Linked DNA regions of Oryzias latipes: region 1 is linked to region 2. The links are chromatin contacts, called in public Hi-C maps. All regions are on one chromosome and are shown on one strand. The core of a region is the stretch at or near the end of the contact, and the rest is flanking DNA. Distances in the headings are between cores, read along the strand shown.

What was found. Hi-C and Micro-C count contacts between places; a contact is called where the count stands out from the background.
Region 1: a Hi-C map of fibroblasts shows a contact between it and region 2, with 1.9 times the contacts expected there. The contact joins two enhancer-like sites. A contact is called at or near these places in 2 of 5 Hi-C or Micro-C datasets (embryo and fibroblasts).

The regions. Positions count from the first base shown.
Region 1 is chr3:30,510,073-30,515,337 of ASM223467v1, reverse strand. No RefSeq gene overlaps it. Among protein-coding and RNA genes, the nearest start is that of gpi, 14 kb to the left of the region's middle. Within about 2 kb of position 2,652, at least 4 of the 8 cell types and tissues checked have an H3K27ac peak or open chromatin away from gene starts, as enhancers often do.
Region 2 is chr3:30,375,740-30,380,961 of ASM223467v1, reverse strand. It overlaps adcy7 (adenylate cyclase type 7), which reads left to right. Exons shown (of 26, transcript XM_011493651.3): 13 at 330-407; 14 at 1,834-1,903; 15 at 1,990-2,087; 16 at 2,205-2,289; 17 at 2,928-3,065; 18 at 3,179-3,229. Among protein-coding and RNA genes, the nearest start is that of brd7, 21 kb to the right of the region's middle. Within about 2 kb of position 2,826, at least 2 of the 8 cell types and tissues checked have an H3K27ac peak or open chromatin away from gene starts, as enhancers often do.

The DNA of each region.
Region 1 (5,265 bases), core at 1,403-3,902, 130 kb before region 2:
AAAGGTTTTGTAACTCAGAGTGCTTTACAAAAACCCGTCTACCCTATACCACACATCGGTACACAATGGGACACGCATAATGTGCAGGTGTAACTATGAGACAATGTGAAACGTTTTTTAAAGGTTTTACATATTTTGGTAGTCAATTCCAAAAGTGATTTCTTGTATATCACGTAGAGTTATTATTACACTTTTTTTTTATATTTGAAGCTTTCGCTATGTGTACTTTTGATGATTGTACAGGTAAGAAAAAGCACTAATTTCAGTGTCTCTGAAAATTAAAAATGTTGGAAATTAAATGTGTTTCTTCCTGAGATTCAGTAGAACAGGGCTGTACAGCTGAAAGCCGTGGGTTGTTTTAAAAGGACAAAACCAAAAAAACACAGAGGGAGAGACAAAGTGGCACCTCTGACAAGTAGAGGTCAGGCAGATCCAGAGTCACACCTGAACCATGAGACAAAGAGGCTCTTCTGGACCAGGAAACTCTGGACCACTGAAGACTTGTAGAAGCGGTGACAGCAAGGTAACCCAAAACACCATGCAGCAGATGTTTCCTGAGCCTTCTAAAGGTCTCCCAGTCAGGGTCAGTAGTTACGTAACCATGGAAAAGACTGCTGACCTGACGGATGTCCAGAAGACAGTCAATGACACCAAACACAAGGAGGGAAAACCACCAAAGGTAATTCATCAACAAGCTGGTTGTTCGGTCCAACAAGAAATGTATACAAACATAATTGATATAAATAAAGCTTAGCCTCAAATACAAAAGGGGTGTATACAAATATACACCTCGTGTGTCAGAAGTTTTATAACCGCATATTGTGACAGTAAAATCTGTCCAACACAAGAGGCCTTCAGCTCTGATGTGTTTGCTCATCTGCTGGATAGGACAAGTAAAAAAAAACAACACAAAAAACAAAACAAACGGGTTGCTCAGAGAGTGATGTATCCAAGCATGACAGCCTTTCAACTCCTGAGCTTTAGCCCTGGTTTTTACATTCTCTGACTACCGTAACTCTTCAACCGCTGACGCAATTAACGTCATTCCAGCTGATTCTGAAGCAGAATAAAGCAGCCTTGGGCTGACATGCAACACTTTACAGTAGTGACGTGCTTAAGTAATCCACATAAACCAACCGATTCTTTGATCAAGTAAACTGTGAAAGAGTCAGGTAAAAAAGAGCGTGTTATTTAGCTGTCGCCAGTGACATCTCCGGTATTAAAAGAACCCACTAAAGAACAAATGTTAAATTAAATATGAGTTATTGTTGCAGCCAATTTTCCTACTTTAAAGTAAGACTATTCGATAACTGAGGCACCGGTTTTTGCTCTTTGTGGGTGCCGCCCATTTCACGACGTCAACCAAGAGTCAGCCTCGGCGGTGTGTCTGCGTCTCGCCCATGAAAACAAACAACATCCAAACTTTTGCAAAGATGGCTGTCCATATTGTGCATATAAAAGGAAAGCATTTTGACGATCATCGCTAGCTCTGCGGACAAAGTGTGTTAGCCTGGGGGCGGTGCTAATACTTCCTGGAAGGGGCTGTTCTCGCTTTTCTACGTCACAATGTGAGAACCCATCCGTTCTCGTGAATCGGGAGGGGCTGGTGCTTAAAGAGCAGGTTTGGAAAGAAATACTCAGAAATATGTCAATGCATCAAAATACAGCTTTGGGGTTATTGTTTTTTTTCATGAGGAATGAACATTCTAATAAACTTAAAAGCTCAAAAAGTTGATTTTTGCATGGTATAAGCCCTTTAACATGTGGAGTGACGCCCCTTGAGAGTTTGATGAAAACCTATTTTTTCTTACTTTTTGTCGCCCCGTCGGAAAAATAGGTAAAAATTCACAAATTGACAAAATGTCTTTTAACACTGTATGTTTGAAAGAAAGAAAACTAGACATTTGATTTTTCAATCAGTCTAATTTAAGAGGAAAGATGTGTTGAGTCAGTCAACACATCTTTCCAGTTCAAGAACAAGGAGGAAAACAAGCAGGGGGGTAGTTTGGAAGGACTGGGACGAGGCAGCTCTGCTTTTTACTGTAAATATATCTGAACTTTGATTCTGCTCCTTGTGTGTTACTGAAGAACTAAGTCTTGTGTCTCATTCATATGTATAGCATGACTGCATCTATTTAAAGCAGACATTATCCAGAAAAGCAGCTCCTTGATTATGATTAGGGACAGCTTTATAGGTTTTTGAGGCTATTTTATTTCAGTTTCAGTCAAGTGAAGTTCTTCTTTCTTGCTCTAAGTAAACATTTGTTTTGTTTAATGATTTTTCACTTTCCCAGATAAAACAACCCAAGAGGCAGAAAGAGGAAAGATCACAATTTTTCTTTGTTTCTTGTAAAATCCAGCCCTTCATAACATTTAAAAATAAACTTAAAAACTTCTAAAAGTGTCCCACTGAAGCATAACATGAGGGAGAAAAACCCCCCAGGAATGGATAAGTGTGAATAACCATAGATTTGGAGTGAAGTCATGTGGTAGCAGAGCACATTTTTTGGCATTTCCTGGCAGTGGAGCGACCTGTGTGCTGTGGAGGAAAGGTGTTCTTGAGCTCTTTTGTGTGGTGTAACAGAGCTCACCTCACATCAGATCCCCCGGGGCTCCTCTACCTCTGCACGAGCACAGCCACACATGTATGCGCGCACACACACGGCTCCCTGAGTAACAGGGTGGAACCATCACACACATAAAGGCTTCTTTGTGCCCCAACTCATAGAGCTGTCAACTAACACCAGACGTATCCCCACACTGAACACCACTGTTCTGCTCACAGGAGAGCTCAGTGAGTGGGCAGCCTATGCTTTCATGTAAACCCACGTAAAACGTATCCCCATCACTTACAATCTGCAGATCAGCAGTTTATAGATACAGCTATACTCCTGCACTTGAAAATCAAGGGTTAAAAGGGCTCAACATGTTGTGACTTTAGAGTTCAGGGCTGTAAAACAGTCAGTAAAACTCCAATGATTGATTTCCCATTTTTGCTTTTATTACATCTTCAGAATACTTTTTTTTTGTCTTTTAACCTTAGCATATTTAAACAGTCCATGACAGTGAACACACCTGAAAGAGTAAAAGAGCCTAAGTTAAGTTGCAAAACTTACTATAGTTTCATTTAAATCCTTGTAGCTGTGGGGAAGGAAGCAAACATGAAATAATGTGCATTTTTGGCATTTTTATTTAAAGTTACTGAGGAAAAGCACACCAGTTCTGGGTGAAAACATGTGAGACATATATGAATTGCGACAGACAAGATTCAAATGCCCAATGCCAGAGAAAGTCTTTGGTAGTTGGGCTCTGGGCCAACGATGTCTGGCGTGTTTGGGATGAGTTCAGAACATATGAAAAAAAACAGGAGGACAGGCGATGGCAAAGCAGGATTCAGGTGGAGAACGGGGGGGAGGAGAGTCGACAAACCATTTAGATTCCAGAGAGACAACCATTCATGAATTTAAAAGCAAAAATATGGTTGAGATTGACTGAAAGGATTAAATTTGCAACTTAACTATTGGTTCCAAGTTAAAGGCGTGTAAAGCAAAGTATCCGGCGTGCCTGCGGGTAAATCTTTCTTGTGGAAATTGTACCAAAGCTTCAGAAAAATCTTGGATAAGAAATTAAAATGTACCAACTAACCATCTGGGAAAAGGTATGATAACAGTTACATAGATAAATATTTATTTTTTTGGAGAACTTTTAAAAAAATGAAATGTCAAAAACCATTGTTGAAGATGAAAAAGAAAAAGCTGTGTGGCGGATTGATTTTTCCTTTTACTTTTGAGTCAACGAACGCAGCTTTATTGTGAAAATGAAAAAGCATTTCAAGTATTGAATTTTATTTTGAAATATGAGACGCAGATGATTTCATGTTAATAGTCTTTGTCACTAGAAAAAGGAAATCCAAAAAATTGCTTCCCGGTCCGTGCAGCAGTGATCCATTAAAATCAACAACCAAAATAATAAATAATACATAAAAATAAATTAAAAAGTGCATCACTTTATCACTAAAACAGGAAATTAAAATCAGATTGTTGCCAAATTAAAGTCCATTTCTCATTTAAAAAAAATTAAAATAAAACAGGATACATAATTAACAAGTGTTAAAAATAGTAAAACAAAGGTTAAAGTTATAATAAGGAAATTTCCAATGTTGTAGCATTACAGATAGAAATAATATAGGTGGATTAGTATGTACAGATAAGAAAAAGAGTAAATGTGTGGCATATTTACAAAAAAGAAACAAAGGGAATAGTCCCAGTGGTCAAAATAATGTAAAGTAGTTCAGAACTGCACAAAATATTTTCTGTCTTTTTGTCTGGTGTCCAGCTTGTCATTGTCAGGTCATCTGCTCTGCTCTGTTTTGTCACATCTTTGTTTCTCTATGGGTTTTTTCATGTTTTAGTTTATTTATTAAATGTTTTAAGTTTATGTGACAATCCTGCATTTTTACATCACCTTTTCTTGACAAAATGTCTCCACAGAACAACAAGCAAATTTACGCTGCTTCTTCTAATATCAATTAATAAATTATATTATATTATTTATTATTATAAATAATAAATAAGATTATAATATAATAATAATATAAATAATTAATAATTTGATTAAAATCATAGTAAGATTTTGGAAGCAGTTTGGTTTCTTTCTCTGGTATATGCCTAAACAAGTCAAAGTATGGTTTTCTCAAGACCATGTGATGGATTTTGATGATAAAAACTATAGTTTAATAATTTTTCCAGGGAGGATTTTTAACAGTTTTGCAAAACCATTTCAGATACCTTCATACATTTTAAATTTTGAGTTGCTTATTTCTTATGAATGAATGTTACTCAAAGTTCTGAAATCACTTCAGCTTTAAGTTGTGGTTTGACTTTTTATTATCATGGAGCATAAAAGTCTTCAAAAACGGTTGTAACCACTGAAGTTTGAAGACACGGTTATTTTAGTTATGCTCCTCACGCAAAGATAGAAGCAAAATCATCTGCCATTCAAATTTCTTTTGTAAATGCTGACAGGAGTGAAGTGTTTTCCTTGCTGCCCTCAGGGTCAAACCTTTCTGATGTTCATCAAAGACCTTTTAGCGGCTTTGTGTGAAGGTTACCGTTTAAATTAACATGAAACTACTGGAAACAGAACTTTCCTGGAGAGAGAATGAAAGGGGCTGAAAGCTCATCCCCCGCGGTGATCTATAGCAAATATAATCAGTCCAAATACTCACCTGTGTGAGGTTTAAGAGGGTGATCCTTTTAATGTAAG
Region 2 (5,222 bases), core at 1,577-4,076:
TGCGTGTGTCTGTGTGAGTGTTTCCTTCCTGATTGAGGAGGGGTTTCCAAGCAGAAGCACGGCAAAAGCCCTCCCAGTGAATCCCACGGGGACTGTCTAACACACGGCGTTATGCATCCAGCACTCTCTCTCTAAACCCCCCGCCTCACAGGCACAAACAATATTTTTCTGTCCTCACTAATGCTCAAACATTGTCATTACCTGATGTGACCCCGAAGCAAATGAACCAGGGGAACCTTCGTGACCTCATCAGGTTCTGCGGCATCTTCTCCAATCAGGCTTTGTTTCCTGAGTCTGTGGCCTAATTGTGTCTCTGTTCTCTGGTTTAGGAACAAATCCCAGAAGAGCAAGTTTGATGAGGAGCTGCACAATGAGATGACCACCACCATAGATGAGCTCAGCAGCAAGTGTGTCATTTTGTGTGCATTTTTCATTTGATTGCTTATAAGTATTTCATTTAGTAGTATTGTAAAATTCAATCTGTCTTACTTTGCACAAATGTTTCCAGCAAAAAACTGTATTTTTCTGGCTGAAATACAAATAAAATTTGCAATACTTTACATTTCAGCACAACGTGTGTCTTACACTAACCACATAGAGTGTGTTTTAGTGTTAAGTGCACACGACTGAACAGAAGATGCTCCATCCAAAAATTAAATCTTGAGATTAAAAAACAGAATTTCCTAAAAATGTAGGGAGTTCTAAAAAGAGCTGAAATATGAACTGTTCAGAAAAACAGCAGCTCTGAACCTTCTGGATAAAATTCAAAGACTGTTTTTAGTCAAAGATTTGGTCGTATTTGGTTTCCTTTGAGCCTCACAGACGCACGGATGATTTAGCTTGATTTATACTGAAAAAGGGATCTTGTATGAACCTTTTTTTCCCGTTTTTTTGGGTGGAATACGTTTGCTTTGTTGGCTTAGTTTTTATTTGCTTGATATTTTTGCAAAAATTTGAGGGCAAAATTAGTTTTTTGAGTGTAAAGAAGGAGGCAAAAAAAGAGTGGGGCATGAAGAGATGAAGCCAGCAAACGTCTTTGTTGAAAGAAGCCTGATATTTAAGATATTAAACTGCTTGGAAATGTATTTTTATTCAATTTTTTTATTAATTCAAACATCCAAATCCAAGCGTGTACTGTCATTTGTACATTTTGTACAACGAAATGCCTTATTTTGCTGTCCACAGTGATTTATATATTACATGTGGGTGCAAATTGTAAGTTCTGCGTTCACAAAGTGGAAAAATCTCAGAAAGTCCCTTTGCTTTGCTTTGAAGAAGTGATTCAAAACAATTTTTCATACACTTTTATCATAAAAGAGCGGCAAACTTGTGCTGCGTCATCCAGTCAAGGCACAGGGACGTCTCACTTTTTTGCACAGAGGATATTAAAACGTTTGACGTCATTCATTTCTCCAGGATAATTCAAAAAATTGTTTGGAACATTGTTCTTGTGTAGAGTTTGGAATGCTGATACGCTAACACCCAATTTTCTTAAAAATTGAACTCCCTCAGCCGTCTTTTGAAGTTGTGGCCAAGCTGCTGTCAAGCAATCACATTAAGCATCAGCCCAGCGTGCTGCCGCTTTTTATGCCCTCTGCGATCCACTGCTGATTCAACCTCAAGCCAAACACAGTACAGATGTTCCAGATCTTCGGGCAAATGTACTCTAGTTTCATGACTCAAACTGTGAACCACAAACCAGAAATGTTTATATCCTTCCTGTGCAGCAGTTTGTATGCAGGAAGTGAGATTTTATTTATGCTTTTGGCTGTGCAATAATGATGGCTTGCATAAATCTCCCTTTTTTTAACATCTTTCTTCTTGTCTGTCCAGGCAGTGGTCTAAGTCTGAAGAGAGTGGAAGTTTAGCTCTGTGGTTTCCAAAGAAAGACCTGGAAAAACAGGTTGGTTTGAAATAAAGAGGCTCAGAAGTTTCTGCACGGCGAGAGCCGTCCACTCAAATGTCTTCTGTTTCTGTTCCTGCTCCAAGTACCGAGCCCTAGATTTGCCAATGTTCAAACACTATGTGAGCTGTGCAACCTTCATTTTCCTCTGCATCTTTGTGGTTCAGATGCTGGTCACAAACGAGTGAGTACAACCTAAATTCATCCCAAAACGTTCTCAAGTGTAAATGTTTAAAAAATGAGACTTTAAAGATAAAAGCTGCAGGGATGGAGTGAGGAGCTCTGGCTTTGTTTCCTTCAGTCGACAGATGCTGGGGACGTCATTTGGAGTGTTGCTTTGTGTGCTGATACTGACCCTGGCCATCTGTTTTGCAGGTCACATACAGGTCAGTATCTGAAGCTGTGTTCAGCATCGCCTTTTTCTCTGAAGTTTGATTTATTTTCAGAACTGTTCTGATTTGCACTAAATGCAAATGAGTCGCATGACTGTTTGAGTTGGCAAAAAGGTATGTCATTTAACCTGCAAACATGCTGTAAACCCAGGTTTTGTCATCCAGTTGGAATGTGTTACTTTCAATTCCCCCCCCCACTTCCTTCCTTTTTTCTTTGAATTATTTGGGCAATTATGTTTTACTTTCAATTGGGAATTGAAGTCTCAGAATTGCTCCTGAATATGACACATAAGCACATCTATAAGAGGATATGAACCTAGCTCCCTTGTAGACCATCACCGTAACATTGTAGCGGACAGTTATGTAGGTCACACAGACAGCTGACGCGAATGACGAAGGCAGGGTTTACAAGAGTGCACGTGCTGAATGAATAGTTCACATTTTTCCTTTTAAAGGTTTAACCTTTGTGAGAATAGAAACATGCTCTCTGCTGTCTGATGAAGGCCTTGACCTCCTCTTTGATGGGTCCGTCAGCTGTTAGTCACCCTCATGTGGTGTGTCTGTGGACGGCTGACTGTACGGAGCGGATCCACTCTAAACTCTTTTTTTTCCCTTCTCCCAAACGTCTGCAGCGCTTCTTTCCAGAGAAGCTGTCTCAGTGTCAGTGGCTGCCGGCTGTGTCGGAGGCGGTGGTTAAGCGGCCATGCGTTCGCCTGCCTCTGGCCATCGTCACGACTGCGGTCATCATTATCTTGGCGGTGTTCAACATGGTACGACTGTGCTATTTAAAGCTGAGGAACACTTCATAGATGCCGTACCAGACTTCAAAGGACAATGTCCTGTGGTTGCTTGTCACTCACGTTTTTTTTCTCCAACTCTCCAGTGTTTTGTTCACATGGGTGGAAAAGAAGGCTCTGATTTCTTCTATTTACCTGTGAGTCGCACTTTTGAAAGACCCACTCTGATCTTTTATTATTCTATTGTAAAAGCATTCCCAGTCATCTTTTAATTATGATTATGACGTTTTGAGGCAAAATCCAAATAATTGTGTTGTTTTCTAGGACATAGTTTCTGCAGAAACCCCGGCAGTAGTTCATTAGAAATTCACATCTGAGTTGTGAGTGGGACTGTTGGTGCGGAGTAAGCCCATACCCACTTCCCGTCACCCATCTGTTTATGCAGTCTCCCGCTAGCTCAAAGCCACTCACACCCCAAACCTAAAACTACTGGTTCAACAAAAATAGCGAGCAATATTGGAGATATCCAGCCGTACCGTTTTGAGCCAGATTCCAATTCAATTCAATTCAATTCAATTTTATTTGTATAGCCCAAAATCACAACAACAGTCGTCTCGATGGGCTTCGAAGTAAAACATGAAATCAAAAGGATCACGAATACAAAGAGTTAATAGAAAAATACTAAAATGAACTAACAAACTGACTAAGCTATACTGGCATCCCTGCCCTTAGACCCCCCTTCGCGGTAAGGAAAAACTCCCAAAAAAACCGGATTCCGGAAAAAACGAAGAAACCTCAGGGGTGCCCATATGAAGGAGGGATCCTCCCCCAGGACGGACAGGCGATTTACCAGAAATCTTAGATAAGAATTAACTTATCTAAATCTACAACTACATATATAAAAGTCCAGCAGACGAGCTTCATCCAGCCGTGGAAGTCTGACCCCACTCTAAGCACTCCCACTCCCCAGGAGGGGAGAGGAAAAGAGGGACAATACATGAATCGCACTGCACCAAACAGAGGCATGGAGAACTAAATGATAAATTATGATCAAGAATAGAGGAGAGGAAGGGTAGAAGTAAAAACAGGAAAGAGGACAGAACCCCAGTGCACCATAGTTACCCCAGCTTCAACTTCTAGCAGCCTTTTAAAAGAAATAGTTATTATTAAGTTTAATTTAAACAAATTAACATTAAGTTAAATAATCTCTGAATACTAACTAGTCTGACAATAAGCCTGTCCAAAGAGGAATGTTTTCAGTCTAGCTTTGAATGTAGAAACTGAGTCGGCCTCTCTTACATGAGCTGGGAGTTTATTCCATAAGACAGGGGCTCGGTGACTAAACGCTCTACCTCCAACCGTACTTTTACTAATTCTAGGAACCACAAGCAGTCCTGCATTTTGCGAGCGAAGTGTTCTCATTGGATGGTAAGGGACTATGAGGTCCTTAATATAGGACGGGGCCATTCCATGTAAGGCCTTATAGGTTAACAGGAGGATCTTGAACTTGATTCTGGAATCAACTGGGAGCCAATGGAGCGAAACTAACACAGGAGTGATGTGCTCAGACGAGGAAAACAAAGACCTTTATGGATCCATTTGTCTGCAAATTGATGCATCAGAATGGAGCGGAGCAGGGAGTTTGAGACCTGCCCAGCATATTTTCAACTTAACAAATATGTTCTTTTTCAAACTGCATTTTTTTCTTGCTCCTGATTCACAATTCGACACAAAAAAAGAATTATGGCAAAAATTAAAAAAAGCAAAACAAAAGATAGCATTATATTTTAGAAAACAAAACAAAAACCCAGAAAAAAAAACAATAACATTTTTAAAAACTACAGTAAATCAAAATGAAATGTTGGAAAACGAAGCACAGAAGCAAACGGTAAAGATAGGTCCTATGTGACATCATTGATTGGATGATGACCATCACTTTAACTGAAGGTTATTTGGCATGAAGCGATACTGGATATCATCATCCGATCAGCGATGTCCCATAGTATCCACCTATTCTGGTTTCTCATTGTTTTGTTTTTGTAACATTTCATTTTGTTTTTTCTGGAATTAACTTTTATTTTCCATAATGTTTTGGTTTTTTCCGTTTTGGTTTCTGGAATTTTTTTTGTTTCCTAAAATGTAATGCTGTTTTTTTTATATTCGTTTTTGCATCAAGTAATTTGTTGATAC